Linked DNA regions of Zea mays: region 2 is linked to region 1. The links are chromatin contacts, called in public Hi-C maps. All regions are on one chromosome and are shown on one strand. Each heading gives the region's core, a stretch centred on a gene start, on an enhancer-like site or on the middle of the called end of the contact. The rest is flanking DNA. Distances are from core to core; before and after follow the strand shown.

Region 1 (3,299 bases), core at 231-2,730:
TGACCAGCATCTTGTTCCATTCTCTTGTTAGTTAGGTACAAGTTCAACAATTACAACCTCACAGTCACAGTGCTCATTATGTTAGCAATCAAACAAGCAGCGGGCAAATGTGTTATTGAAATGAACACCAGCAGTCCAGCACAAGCAAGGTCTGCCTTGCATCATTTGCATAAAGTAAAAATACAGCTGCAATAGGAAACTAAGTAATTTGTTAACCCTTGAACGTTATTCACCGGATTAATTCGATGCAAGGCGTCATTTCAGAGAAAAATTAAATAGAAGATCCTTTCATATGGCGTAACAAAATTGCCAATTTGAAAGAGAGCCTGTTCACAGAATTCGATGCAATGATGCAAAAAGAACTCCATGCCAATATTTACATATTAGCATGATTGCAGTCCGTAGTAGTACATCCAAACTCAACAGTTTACTGGACCAAAAACCTCGACGCCTCCGCCACATGAGCAATCTAGTTATCTACTACTGCAGAAGCTTCATATAGCAGGTATTGTACAAGTCCAAGCAGGGAGAAAAAGGGTTAGCAACCTCAGTCAGTCTAAACCCACAAAGTTTAGCAAGCAAGTAATACCCAACAAAGACGCACCTTTACAAAGGAACCGGGTGACACTGGGCGAGGGGGATCGATGCACTCCTGCTGCGCCGCCGATTCCGGCGGAAGAGAAGTCGTCCGAGACGGGGGGACAGATGAGCCAGAAGGAGAAGTAGCTGGTCCTTGTGCAGGTGGTGGTGGAGCTTCTGCCTCTACGCGTGCCGCTGGCCACATGAGCCGAACGAGACGCTGCCTCCTGACGTCGCAACCCTCAGCGCCGCGCCACCCATGCATATCCGGCTCGCTGCATCTTCCCCAACGTCGCCGTCGAACCCTCTTCCTCGCCGAGCTCCGGCGCCGCGCCGCGCCACCATCACCAGATCGCCGGCACTAACCCTAGGCCCTCCGAAACCCTAGATCCGCGAGCCTCCGCTCTGCGCGCATCCGGGACACCCGAATTCGAGTCCAATCGGTCGATTCGGGCGAACCGCCTCACCCGGCGGGAGCTCGAATCCGGTGGAATCGACGGGCTCCGGTCGGGCTCGATTGGGGGTCTGGGGGCTGGGTCAGCGGAGTGGGCTCCGCGGCTTGGACCCGATCCGAGGTGGGGCGGAGGCGGAGAGAGAGAAATTCAGGGATTCAGCGAGAGGGAGAGAGATCGCAGCTGGGTGAGCAGGGACAGGGGCAGGGCACAGCAGAGACGGCGAGGGAGGTCGGGTCGAGAGATGGGGAGAGAGGGGATGATGTCTCGTCTCGACTTGTCCTGGCAGGCCAGGGATGAGAGCAAAGGGGCAAATTCGACCATGCACAGTGACCGCAGCCGCAGGGGACCTCCTTCTGTGCCTGCGCGGCGACGCCGTGTCGCCGTTCATGTGAAGCCAGTGCACTCACACGATGCGGAAGTCAAGGCATATCAAACACGGCTTGTAAATGACATGTTTTAACCCTTTATTTCAGTATTTTACAATATAATGTACTGTTATGTTGTGATGTTTTAGGGCTAGTCCTAACAGTTATTCAGGAAAGAAAACAAGAATCGTGTAGAAATAGTTATGTGACATAAATCTATGTATTACCTCTATTCAAGTGAATTTTCAGCTATGAATAAATATAATGACGAGTTAGTAATAGGTAGCCATTGGGAAAACGAGATGCGAACACTTTTGTCCAAGAGTTTAGCTAATATTGTCAAGTTTTTAAGAACCAATAGGATCTGGAGTATAGAGGTCTTGTTAATTCATCTACTCACTCCCATCGGTACTCCTTTATTTTTAGTTACATAAGAGCATTTACAAGAGTACCTAATATTTAACCTCCCAGTATGTTTAGATTGACATCTCCTCGAAAGTTTTTGAACCTAGCAAACACTGCATTCTCTAACCGTTCCCAATTATTTTGCCAAGATAACACGTGGCTTGTCAGAGTTCAGCTCTTCTAACCGTGCAAGGGCTCCGCGGACTGATGGGTGTTGGCGTAGATGTCGACGGACGCACTGGTGCAGTTACTATTCGAGTCAACGACTTTGGTGTGGCGGCAATCAAGGTAGAACACAACGACGGCGATGTTGAACGTCGTGTTGTGCTCGACGGCCGCCACCCCGCCGTCGACCACTCGACAGCCACAATGTTGTGCCACCCCGCCATCGACCACCCGACGGCCGAGCACGGCACGAGAGCCCCGAGTTTGGCCACGTACAGCGTGTCCTTGGAGATGGTTGCTCACTGGCGAAGCTTGCCACATGGAACTATCTCAGAATCGTTGTTGTTCCACGGACACGCACCTACAGAAATCTCCGCATGGCATAGGTGTTTTTTCGTGTGTGAGTAGATAGGACAGCTGGTACTGTTGGGTGACTGTTTTTTAAAAAAATCTTAAATTAAGGATTTGAATTAGAAGTATTAGAATATGTTGGAGATGCTCTAACGGTTAGTCAGAGGTAATTAGTTTTAAAACAAATTATTTCATCCAAAATACCAAATATTTAAATCAAAATTTTTATGACAAACATTTTATAAATATATTTCTCCTGCTTTATGCAATTTTTACTCGATAGTTTTCAGGGAAAACTAATGGTATGTTTGGTTTGCAACACGGGATGGCCTGCCAGACCACTTGAATTAGGTTTTAGTCTATGGGCTACCATAACCTGATGGAATTAGGTTTTAGTCATCTGCTTAGCATTAGTAGGGTAGCGGGCGAGCCTCTAGAACGAGTTCATTTTTGTGAAAAAATCATCGGTCCACCTCATTATGGTTAGATCCATGTCAAATGAGATGAACTGTCTAGAATATGTTGTAAAGGTTGGGGTCGAGCCTGTGTTAAAACCATGCACGTTGCGAAAATAGTCGAGCCACAGAGCGAAGTTACGAAAGACCATGGATTATTTCCTCCACCGACACTACCCCGAGTACAGCGTTCGTGACGACATCAAAGTCACCTGTTAGGAGTCTAAGTCCACCACCGTCGATTGATTAGGCAGGTCAATAGCATCACAGAGGTTGCCACCGAAGTGTAGTTGCGCAATGGCAAGAGCCACTACTGCGCCCCGGTGAACCCCAAACTCCACGACCTCGCGAACACAGTCCGGGATACCAAGGAGGCACAGTCATGATTTCTCCTCGTGCACGAACAAATTTATGGGTTGATCTACGTACAAGAAAAGGCTCGACGTTGCGAGCCCTAATGCTGCAAATGGTTTTGCAGATAGTCAGGAGTCTAAGAGATTGGGAGTCCAGAGACCGAACCATGA
Region 2 (3,299 bases), core at 532-3,031, 310 kb after region 1:
TCCTACTCCAAAAAGCACCTCGAGGGGCAACCCCGGGTGCGCGGTCGGACCCAAAACACCGACAGTGTCCCAATGGATGAGAGTTGCACTCAACCCCTTGCAAATGATCCACTAATCAACTTGAGTACCATGGTTCTCTTTCTTATCTCAACTTTTTCCCGTTGTGAGGAATTCTCACAATTTGGAGTCTCTCATGTCTTACAGAGTTTGATCTCAAATGAACTCAAGAGTAAGGGAGAGGTAGAAACACAAACAAAAGACAAAATCAATGCAACACACGCACACAAGTTGAGAGAGGAGCACAAGAACCAATACAGCGGAATTACAACTCAAACTATTGCTCAAATATCAAACTATCAAAGCTCTGGCGTGATCGTAGTGTCTCGGTGTCTTAGGATGTTCAAAGGATGCTTGGTGTAGTTTCCATGCGCTTAGGGGTCCCTTTTATAGCCCCAAGGGACCTAGGAGCCATTGGAGCTCCATTTGGTAGGCTTTGGTTGCCTTCTGTCCGCGGGTGCACCGGACTGTCCTGCGCTCCAAGTGACCGTTGTCCCTCGGTCGACGTGGCAGGTAGTCGTTGGCTAGCTGGCACACCGGACTGTCCGACATTCTGCGCGAACGGTTCGATGAATTATAGCCGATGTAGGCTGAAATTCCCGAGAGCAGCCAGTTGGCCGGATCGTGCATCGGACTGTGCGGTGCACACCGGACTGTCCAGTGCTACGCACTCTAGCCCAACTTCTCATTTTTTCAATCTTATTCTCTTTTGATCCTTTTGTTTTGACTTCATAAAGTCCCTGGCACTTAGACAAATAGGATTAGTTCACAAAACAATTGACTAAGTGTCCAGAGCTTACATTTTTCACTTGGTCCCATATAGATTTATATTGTGTCCTCTTCCAAGCTCAATTTACTTCGTGTACATTTGCTCATTTCTCATGTTAGTATAAACATAATGTGGTGTGCATTTAATCACCAAAACAATATAAAAATGACCCAAGGGCACATTTCGCTTTCACTGAGTCATATACTAGTTGTTTGACTACTAAATATATAGCTAGGGTCGGACACTATAGATTTGATTTAGGGATTCGGGGCGACCGCCCCTTTACCCTACCCTCGAGCCTGACGCTCCATATACAATAGTCTAAGCCGGTATGTTTATGATAAATTGAGACATGTTGCACTTCTATTGGGCTTATTTGGTTCTCTCCTAGTCTCCTGATGAAGTCTGATCTGGACAACAATTTAGGCGCCTGATTTCGACTAGGAGGCTACGACCTAAACAAGGCAAATCTAACACGCCCTAAGGTCATTCTCAATGCATAGTTTCACAAGAAGTTTCATACAATAATTAGAGTGGCACATCATATTTTTAGATGATATGGCACCCTATTTATTATGAAATTGATGAAAATAGTTTCATCACTATGAAACTATGTGAACTCATTTCCAAGACATTGAAAAACACATGAAACCACCATTTAGAATAAATCGTTTCATCTCTATTTATTTTATGCATTTATATTGGTTATTTAGATGCAACATTTAATTGATATTGTAACCTATATAATCGTGAAAGGAAACTTTGTATTAAGAGTGTATGTTTTATTTTTTATTTTATCTCGTCTTGATGATATGGTAGTATTAGAAATAATGCAACAAAAAGAATGGTCTAATATAAAATGCAGTACCGCAACAGGCAGCCGGCTACATGGCCTGATGGGCGCGAGGGATAAAAGCCCAACTCCCAATTCCCCATCTCGCTTGCTGTGTACTCGCGCTCCAGCTCACCATTTCTCCTCTCCCTTCCCTTCCCTAAGCATCTCAGCGAATCCAATCGATCCGAAGGCGATGGACCAGCAGGGTGCGGGCGGGGACGTGGAGGTGCCGGCGGGGCTGGGGCTGACGGCGGCGGAGTACGAGCAGCTGCGTCCGACGGTGGACGCGCACCACCGCTACGCCGTGGGGGAGGGCCAATGCTCCTCGCTGCTGGCGCAGCGCATCCACGCGCCGCCGGCCGCCGTCTGGGCCATCGTCCGCCGCTTCGACTGCCCGCAGGTGTACAAGCACTTCATCCGCAGCTGCGCGGTCCGGCCGGACCCGGACGCCGGCGACGCCCTCCGCCCCGGCCGCCTCCGCGAGGTGTGCGTCATCTCGGGCCTCCCCGCCAGCACCAGCACCGAGCGCCTGGACCACCTCGACGACGCCGCCAGGGTGTTCGGCTTCTCCATCACCGGGGGCGAGCACCGCCTCCGGAACTACCGCTCCGTCACCACCGTCTCCGAGCTCGCGGGCCCCGGGATCTGCACCGTCGTGCTCGAGTCCTACGCCGTCGACGTCCCCGACGGCAACACCGAGGACGACACCCGCCTCTTCGCCGACACCGTCATCAGGCTCAACCTCCAGAAGCTCAAGTCCGTCGCCGAGGCCAGCACCTCCAGTTCCGCACCCCCGCCGCCGTCGGAGTAGCGGGCGGCCGGAATCGGCAAGGGGAGAAACGCAGCAGCAAGTTTTGGGCGTTTTTCTGTTATTTCACTTCTCTGGGAAATGGTCTCTCTGAATTAAATCTGATCGTGGATGGATTTGGACTGGACGAGAGGAGGAGAGGAGGGGTCGGGTCAGCTTGAATCAGGTGTCGCGTTGCCAGGGTGGCGACCTGTAATAACCTCTCCTTCATCTCCTAGATTCATTCCTTTCATCTCCTAGATTCATTCCTTTCATCTTTGCTTCTTCCAGAATTTGGTTAATTTCAGCTTTACGCGAGTGGAATGATTCCTTAGAATTGCTGCTTCTCATATATCTTTGCATTGCATGTTCGCGTTGCATGTTTGCAAGTAGTAGTAATCTTCTTGCATGTGATCCTGATCCATTGCGTAGTTTGTTTGCAGTACAAATGCAAGGTAAAGCCTAGTGTTGCTAGCGCTACAGGATCACTGACTGGTCAATTGTCCTTCATCTAATTAGTTCCACTCATGTCTTCTTAGCAGCTGTTCACTGGTGATGAGTATGCATGGTTAATTTCGTTGCTGCACCTGAATTTGCTGAGTAACTTGAGAATGAAGAGGAAAAAAGAAACACTGTGCGGTTCATTCTTTTCTCGCGTCAGGATTTTAGACGAGCTGCTGGTCTGGTTCTGTGTGTTTTGTTTGTGCAGGTGTGCATCATATATTTGAGCAATGGTTACTAAATCTCAGGTATATCATACTCTCATAGCAGTATACGAGGAAATGGCAGGCCTCGTTCCGGTGCTACACTTGACGGTCGTCTTGAGACGCTTGACCTGGCCAGGGTGTTTT

The links. Hi-C and Micro-C count contacts between places; a contact is called where the count stands out from the background.
Region 2: a Hi-C map of bundle sheath shows a contact between it and region 1, with 3 times the contacts expected there. The contact joins the promoter of LOC100382238 here to the promoter of LOC103652964 in region 1. A contact is called at or near these places in 3 of 25 Hi-C or Micro-C datasets (bundle sheath, ear and endosperm).

Annotation. Positions count from the first base shown.
Region 1 is chr9:117,793,814-117,797,112 of Zm-B73-REFERENCE-NAM-5.0, forward strand. It overlaps LOC103652964, which reads right to left and starts at 1,481. Exons shown (of 5, transcript XM_020544483.2): 1 at 605-1,481. The coding sequence starts at 844.
Region 2 is chr9:118,101,453-118,104,751 of Zm-B73-REFERENCE-NAM-5.0, forward strand. It overlaps LOC100382238, which reads left to right and starts at 1,782. Exons shown (of 1, transcript NM_001357017.1): 1 at 1,782-2,781. The coding sequence starts at 1,855. The coding sequence ends at 2,472.